2 separate regions of the Arabidopsis thaliana genome follow, and region 2 is linked to region 1. A link is a contact called in public targeted proximity ligation data. All regions are on one chromosome and are shown on one strand. The core of a region is the stretch at or near the end of the contact, and the rest is flanking DNA. Distances in the headings are between cores, read along the strand shown. Region 1 holds the start of AT3G60860 (SEC7-like guanine nucleotide exchange family protein). Region 2 holds the start of PP2-A13 (phloem protein 2-A13).

What was found.
Region 2: a contact with region 1 is called in a targeted proximity ligation map of shoot, with 10 read pairs. A contact is called at or near these places in 5 of 26 Hi-C or Micro-C datasets (callus, flower, root and 1 more) and 1 of 2 datasets of targeted methods (shoot).

Annotation. Positions count from the first base shown.
Region 1 is chr3:22,482,954-22,485,653 of TAIR10.1, reverse strand. It overlaps AT3G60860 (SEC7-like guanine nucleotide exchange family protein), which reads right to left and starts at 1,257. Exons shown (of 11, transcript NM_115950.4): 1 at 1-1,257. The coding sequence starts at 850. It overlaps AT3G60850, which reads right to left. Exons shown (of 1, transcript NM_115949.3): 1 at 1,404-2,700. The coding sequence ends at 1,655.
Region 2 is chr3:22,601,376-22,604,075 of TAIR10.1, reverse strand. PP2-A13 (phloem protein 2-A13) reads right to left here and starts at 1,260. Exons shown (of 3, transcript NM_115970.4): 1 at 584-1,260; 2 at 374-492; 3 at 1-166. The coding sequence starts at 910. It overlaps NTMC2T4 (Calcium-dependent lipid-binding (CaLB domain) family protein), which reads right to left. Exons shown (of 13, transcript NM_115969.3): 13 at 2,664-2,683.

The sequences.
Region 1 (2,700 bases), core at 8-2,507:
CATATGCCCCATCTTGGCCTCCTGACCCTGATCCTGATCCTGATCCTGACATTGTCGGGTTCAACACTCCGTCAATATCTTGCATGATTTTGGTGATGAAACCCTGAACAAACTGCGTCATTGTCCCATCCGCATCTGATTTTTCGAGTGGCTCCATGAGCTCAGCCACTACAATCGGCTGAATTGGAACCGTTGACGAATCCGCCTCCATTCTCCGGAAAACAATCACCAGAATCTGGATCAGCGAAGCCTTGGCAGTCGTCTGATTCACCACGTTTTTGCTTCCCAAGTAAATGTCGTAGCAAGTACGAACAACTAGGAGCAAGCATTTGCCATGGATCCTCAGCGAGATGGAGTTAATGGCAGATAACAGAGTCTTTAACACAGGTAATTCAATGGATTCATCTCCCAAATCATGGCATTTACAAACGGAATCGATCAATTTAAAAAGGAGAAGGGACTCCGCTCCACCGGACGGGTCCGATTCACCACGAATGTAACCATGCGCGATAAGTTTCTGAATGCAGTCAATAGCAGGTTCGATGATCTTGGCGAGGCCAGTGCCACAGGCATTGATCAGAGGGCTGAAGATGAGTTCCGAATCGGCGAGCGAGTACTCGATCGAACCACCGTCGTTAAGTGGACCGGGAACAGAGGATTCAGACTCGGAGTCAGTAGCAGCAGAGGACGAAGGAGGTGGTGATTTCTGCAGCGAATTTAGCCGCTCGATAACAGCTTTGCATTCGTTAGCTAGCTTCGAGTGTTTACGCCACGACGCGTTCTTGACGATCTTCTCTAAAGCTGGTGTTACGACTCGACTCAATCGGGAATCAGCTTCCGAGGAAGCCATTCCCAATTTTCACGGCGAGCTCAGCGACTCACAGATCTAGAACAAATAGACCAACGGGAACGAAACAGTCTCTTCCCGTGAATTGCCTCGGAGCTCTGAGTCCGATCCGAGTTGGGTCAACGAGTCTGACTCAAGCCGCTGCAAAAGGAAATTGCAGGGTACAGAGCAAAGAGGTAGATGAGACGATACTTCAGATCGCGTCGTCGCAGTTTGATTTTTCTGCCATCGAAATGAAAATTCACTATTATATGACCGAAATACCCTTCAGTTGACACTGGACTTCCACAGCAACTTTGTGTAATTGAAGGAAATTCAAACACCAATTGCGACATTTCACATCACTACGTTTCTGAGCTGTTGATCGCCGGGAAATTCGTAGCCTGTTCCCGGTCTGGAGTTACTTTTATTTCCAAGATCATACGTATTTGTATATTTACAATTCAAAAATTCATAAAGTTTATTGAGTCTTGATTAAAAATTAGAAATATTTGGACAAATTTGCTAATGGAGTCTTAAAAACCAAGAGATGATCACTTGGCAATAATCAAAAAGTGAGACACCTTGAAAGCTTTCCGATCTTAGATATATGCATAGAAACAATCTGAGTTTGAATTTACATAACACAAGAAGGAAACAACACCTACAAGAAACACAGCCAAACAAAAAAAATCCCTGAAACCTTGTAATAGAACACATAAAATATACAATCTGGTTCCCATTTATGAGTTGGGGAAGGGTATGCATAACGAGATGTGTGAGATAGAAAGTTAGAAATTGGTTATATCGAAGAACCTTACCATGTTTCTACAAAATCTCCCCATGTCTGCTGAATCCAGTGTCTTCACCGTCCGTGTTTGAATCCAAACCACAAGGAGAGTCATACCATTTCGAGTTTTCTTGATAGAAGCTATCGACTTGTATACCAGCTAAACCTACATCTGTTTCTATACTACCTCCATCGTGGCTCATCGGTTTTGTTAATTTAGAATCTTCGCTATTCAGAATGCTATTCTCATCAAAGTCATTGCACTTTAACCATTTCTCAGGCTTACATGTCTCAGACAAAAGATCCTCCTTTTGATTTGTACAATCTGACGGTGGCGTTATCTGTTCCCAAGGAACAACATCATCAAGGCTCCTCTCAAAACTGTCCTCATCGTCTTCAATAAGTTCTGCATCCTTCCCATCTCCATATAAATGCTCGTGGTGATGGTCACTCCAATGTACTAGATCGTTATCTCCAACAAGTATTTCATCTGAGTGTGATTTCTCTGCAACCAAGCCCGTTGTATCCTGGGCACTCTCAACGCCGATATTTCTGATCTTGTTGAGCATCTCAAACAACTCTGTGGACACTGAACCCAACATCTCTTGTGAAAAATTCCCAATCTTTCCTTCTAGAGTGCCAAGTTCGCTCCTTAGTTCCTGCACCTGATGCAAGACAGTAAACTGCATCTCGGCACGTTCATCCTTCCCAGTCAATCCCATCCCTTCGGTTTCCACGTCTTCGTCCCGCACTCCGTAGACAGTCTCTTGATCCATCAAAAAACCCTTATGACCAACAACCCGATGCATGATTCTCGCATTTCCATCCATAGCCCCCGGCTCATGCCCTGAATGGACAGCGTATAGCTTAAAAACAGCTGTCCCTTCTTCCTGATATACAAAAGTTTTGGTCTTTTCACTGTAGTTAGCAATGGGAACAATAGCTCTAATCCTAAAACCACAACCGCATCTCTTTGACTGATAAGGCTCCCTCTTCAAAATCCTAGACTTCTTAATTGATACAGGCTCTCCAGCTCTGTGACAAGCATAATCCTTCACCTCTGCCATAAACGGCTTATACCTAA
Region 2 (2,700 bases), core at 11-2,510, 120 kb before region 1:
TCCATGAATGTGTTCAGAGTTGCAGATCCTCCTTCCAAGCCTCTTTGATGTTTTACCGAGCTGGATACGGAAGAAGAGACTATATGTTCCAGATGGAAACTGGATCTCAAACTCTCCTCCTACTTCAAACCACCATATCTGTTGAACATAAGCAGCTGACTGGAACCTGCATATACATAGATATTGGATGAGATTACTCATTGATCTCAAGTAATTCAAAGATTTGGGGTACAAGCTCATTGCAACACAACCATGGAATATAGTTGAAACTAACAAGATGGTCAACAATACTAGAGTCTAATCAAGACAAGAAGATGGTCAAAACTGATGAAATTTCTTAGGAAAAAACCACACCTTTGATCGTAATCCTTACCTGGATTCATCAGTTGGGATATGACTCCAGTATCTCCGATCATCAATTCCAGTAATCCTTAGTGCCTTTGAAGAAATAGATAAACAAAGACGACCCGTGTTCTTATCTATCCACAATTCCTGCTCAATCATAGAGAAAGTTTGAAAAATAAGATTTTTTTTTTTAAGATTTAAAGATAAAGAGAGATTCAACGGGAACAAAATTTCAAACCTTTGTGCCATCGTCGAAGAGATTAGGCTGGCTAAGCTTTGCATAAAGATCTTTCTTTATTAATTTCGTCAGAGTAATTTCATCGAACACCTTGTGTGCAATAACACGATAATTCGCAGGCAACTTTGATTCCCAAATGAAATCAGCTGAGGAAGCGCGACGGAACATCCTGTTGAGACGAGCAAGCCGGCAAATCTCAGGTGGATCAAGCCGTGTCATAATCAACGCTACACAATTCTCAGGTAAATCCACCAATCTGAGTTTCCTCGAGTAAACGTCATCGTTCCGGTCAAACTCCGGTGAACCTCCCGAGATATTCGCGCCCATCAAACAAAACGAAGACCCTAAATTTGCATGGTCGCGGAGAATCGAGAACAAATTGATACGACAGGATTTAAACCAATCGATCGACGAAAACTCAAAAAACAAAAAAGGAAGCTTTTTGTTGTTGTTATTGTTAAACGGTTTTGAACATACAGAGACTACAAAATATTCAAAGCAACTTTATATATAGAAGAATTTTTTAACCGTATGAAATATTCAAAAGGTCAATTCTCCTGAGCCTAACAATTATATAATCCTGCAGTGTACTATACGTATCTACTACATCTGAAGATGTGTGTACATACATATACTCGTGGTCCGGTTTATGTCGATCGGGTCGGGTCGGGTTTAGTCGTTCAGATAAAGTGATCAAAAGTTGGCCACTTGGCCTAATAGTTTTGGTTAAAAGTGCATTACATTACACGTGTTGTAGTCAATACGTGGGGTTAGGGAACTTTTAACCAGAACACCTGGCTAAGTTTGTGTCTGAGGTTGAATTTTTTAGTTTTAGATATGGTTACTTCTTAATAGTAACTTGAAGTTAGAATAGTTTAAACATCTGTTTGATTGGATGTGTATATAATTAACAACAAACATTTTAATTTGGTGATCATACATTGTCGACTCGAGTCCACGTTATCCATTTTTGTTGTTCTTTGTTTTATTTTTAAAAGTTATGGATATGGAGTGTTTTGCTGCGGTGATCAAGAGCATCTAATAACGGTGGAACTCTCGATCGAAATGAATATAATTGGATATAATTATATAAATACATAGTTCGTGGACTACAGGTGTTGTTCAACAGCATAAATAAATTTCGATTTCCAAAATGAATTATTGTAAATATGCAAAATTTGTATGAACTTTCCGTTGTTATTGTATAAGTACGTACCCGATTAATAATATGGATTAAATATGTAGCATGCATGGTGAAATTAATACGGTACATATCAAATGTTGCAATCAGTGTTGTAAACTGATCAACTAAGAAAAATATATTGGGAATTGTGATGACATGACGTAATGTACTTTTGATCGAAGGCTTCGTATGATAACATTAGTAGAAGAAAAAAGGAACAAGATTTGCATTAATTAGGATCTATTTTGACCTAAGCTGGCCAATTAACAAAAGCAAATTGCCTTAACTAATCATCATTTCATATATTTGGAAAAGTTCCATATCGTGGCCACTTCTTAATGCAATTATTTACGAATAAAATAAGTAAATCATGTCGGTCTTGTGGTCGGGACACTTTATCCACTTGGCTTACGTATCAACCAATCAGTACACAGTTTAGAACTTCCCACAGTTCAGGCTTACGTGGATCCAAGTCATAGGCTCGTGTTAACACGTCATCCAATTTTCTCGTCCCAGTCTCCAGATATTGTTATGATTTTTAATAAGTAGATAATATCAACAAACGCAATAGATATTGCTGATCATCATCAACTTGATCTTATGAAGATGAAATAGTTCAAAGCTTTAAAAGAAAGAAGAAAAAATATACAATTATTTGCGTTTACAAAATTTCGTTTGTTTGTATTTTAATGTAGATTCTTTTTTTAGATTTTTTGAGTGAGGTTATCTAAAACTATTGGTCTTGCAACGACTAAAGCCTAAAGGTGGAAGAGACACTAATCGACTGGAAGCCACATATTTTAACATAATATTAACATATTATAATACCAATAATGGTACTTTGAAAATTGGTCCAAAATAGATAAGAAAGATTTTCCTCTTGTGCTCTGTCTGTTAGGGATTTTTGTTTGTTGAGTCTATCTATATTTTCTCG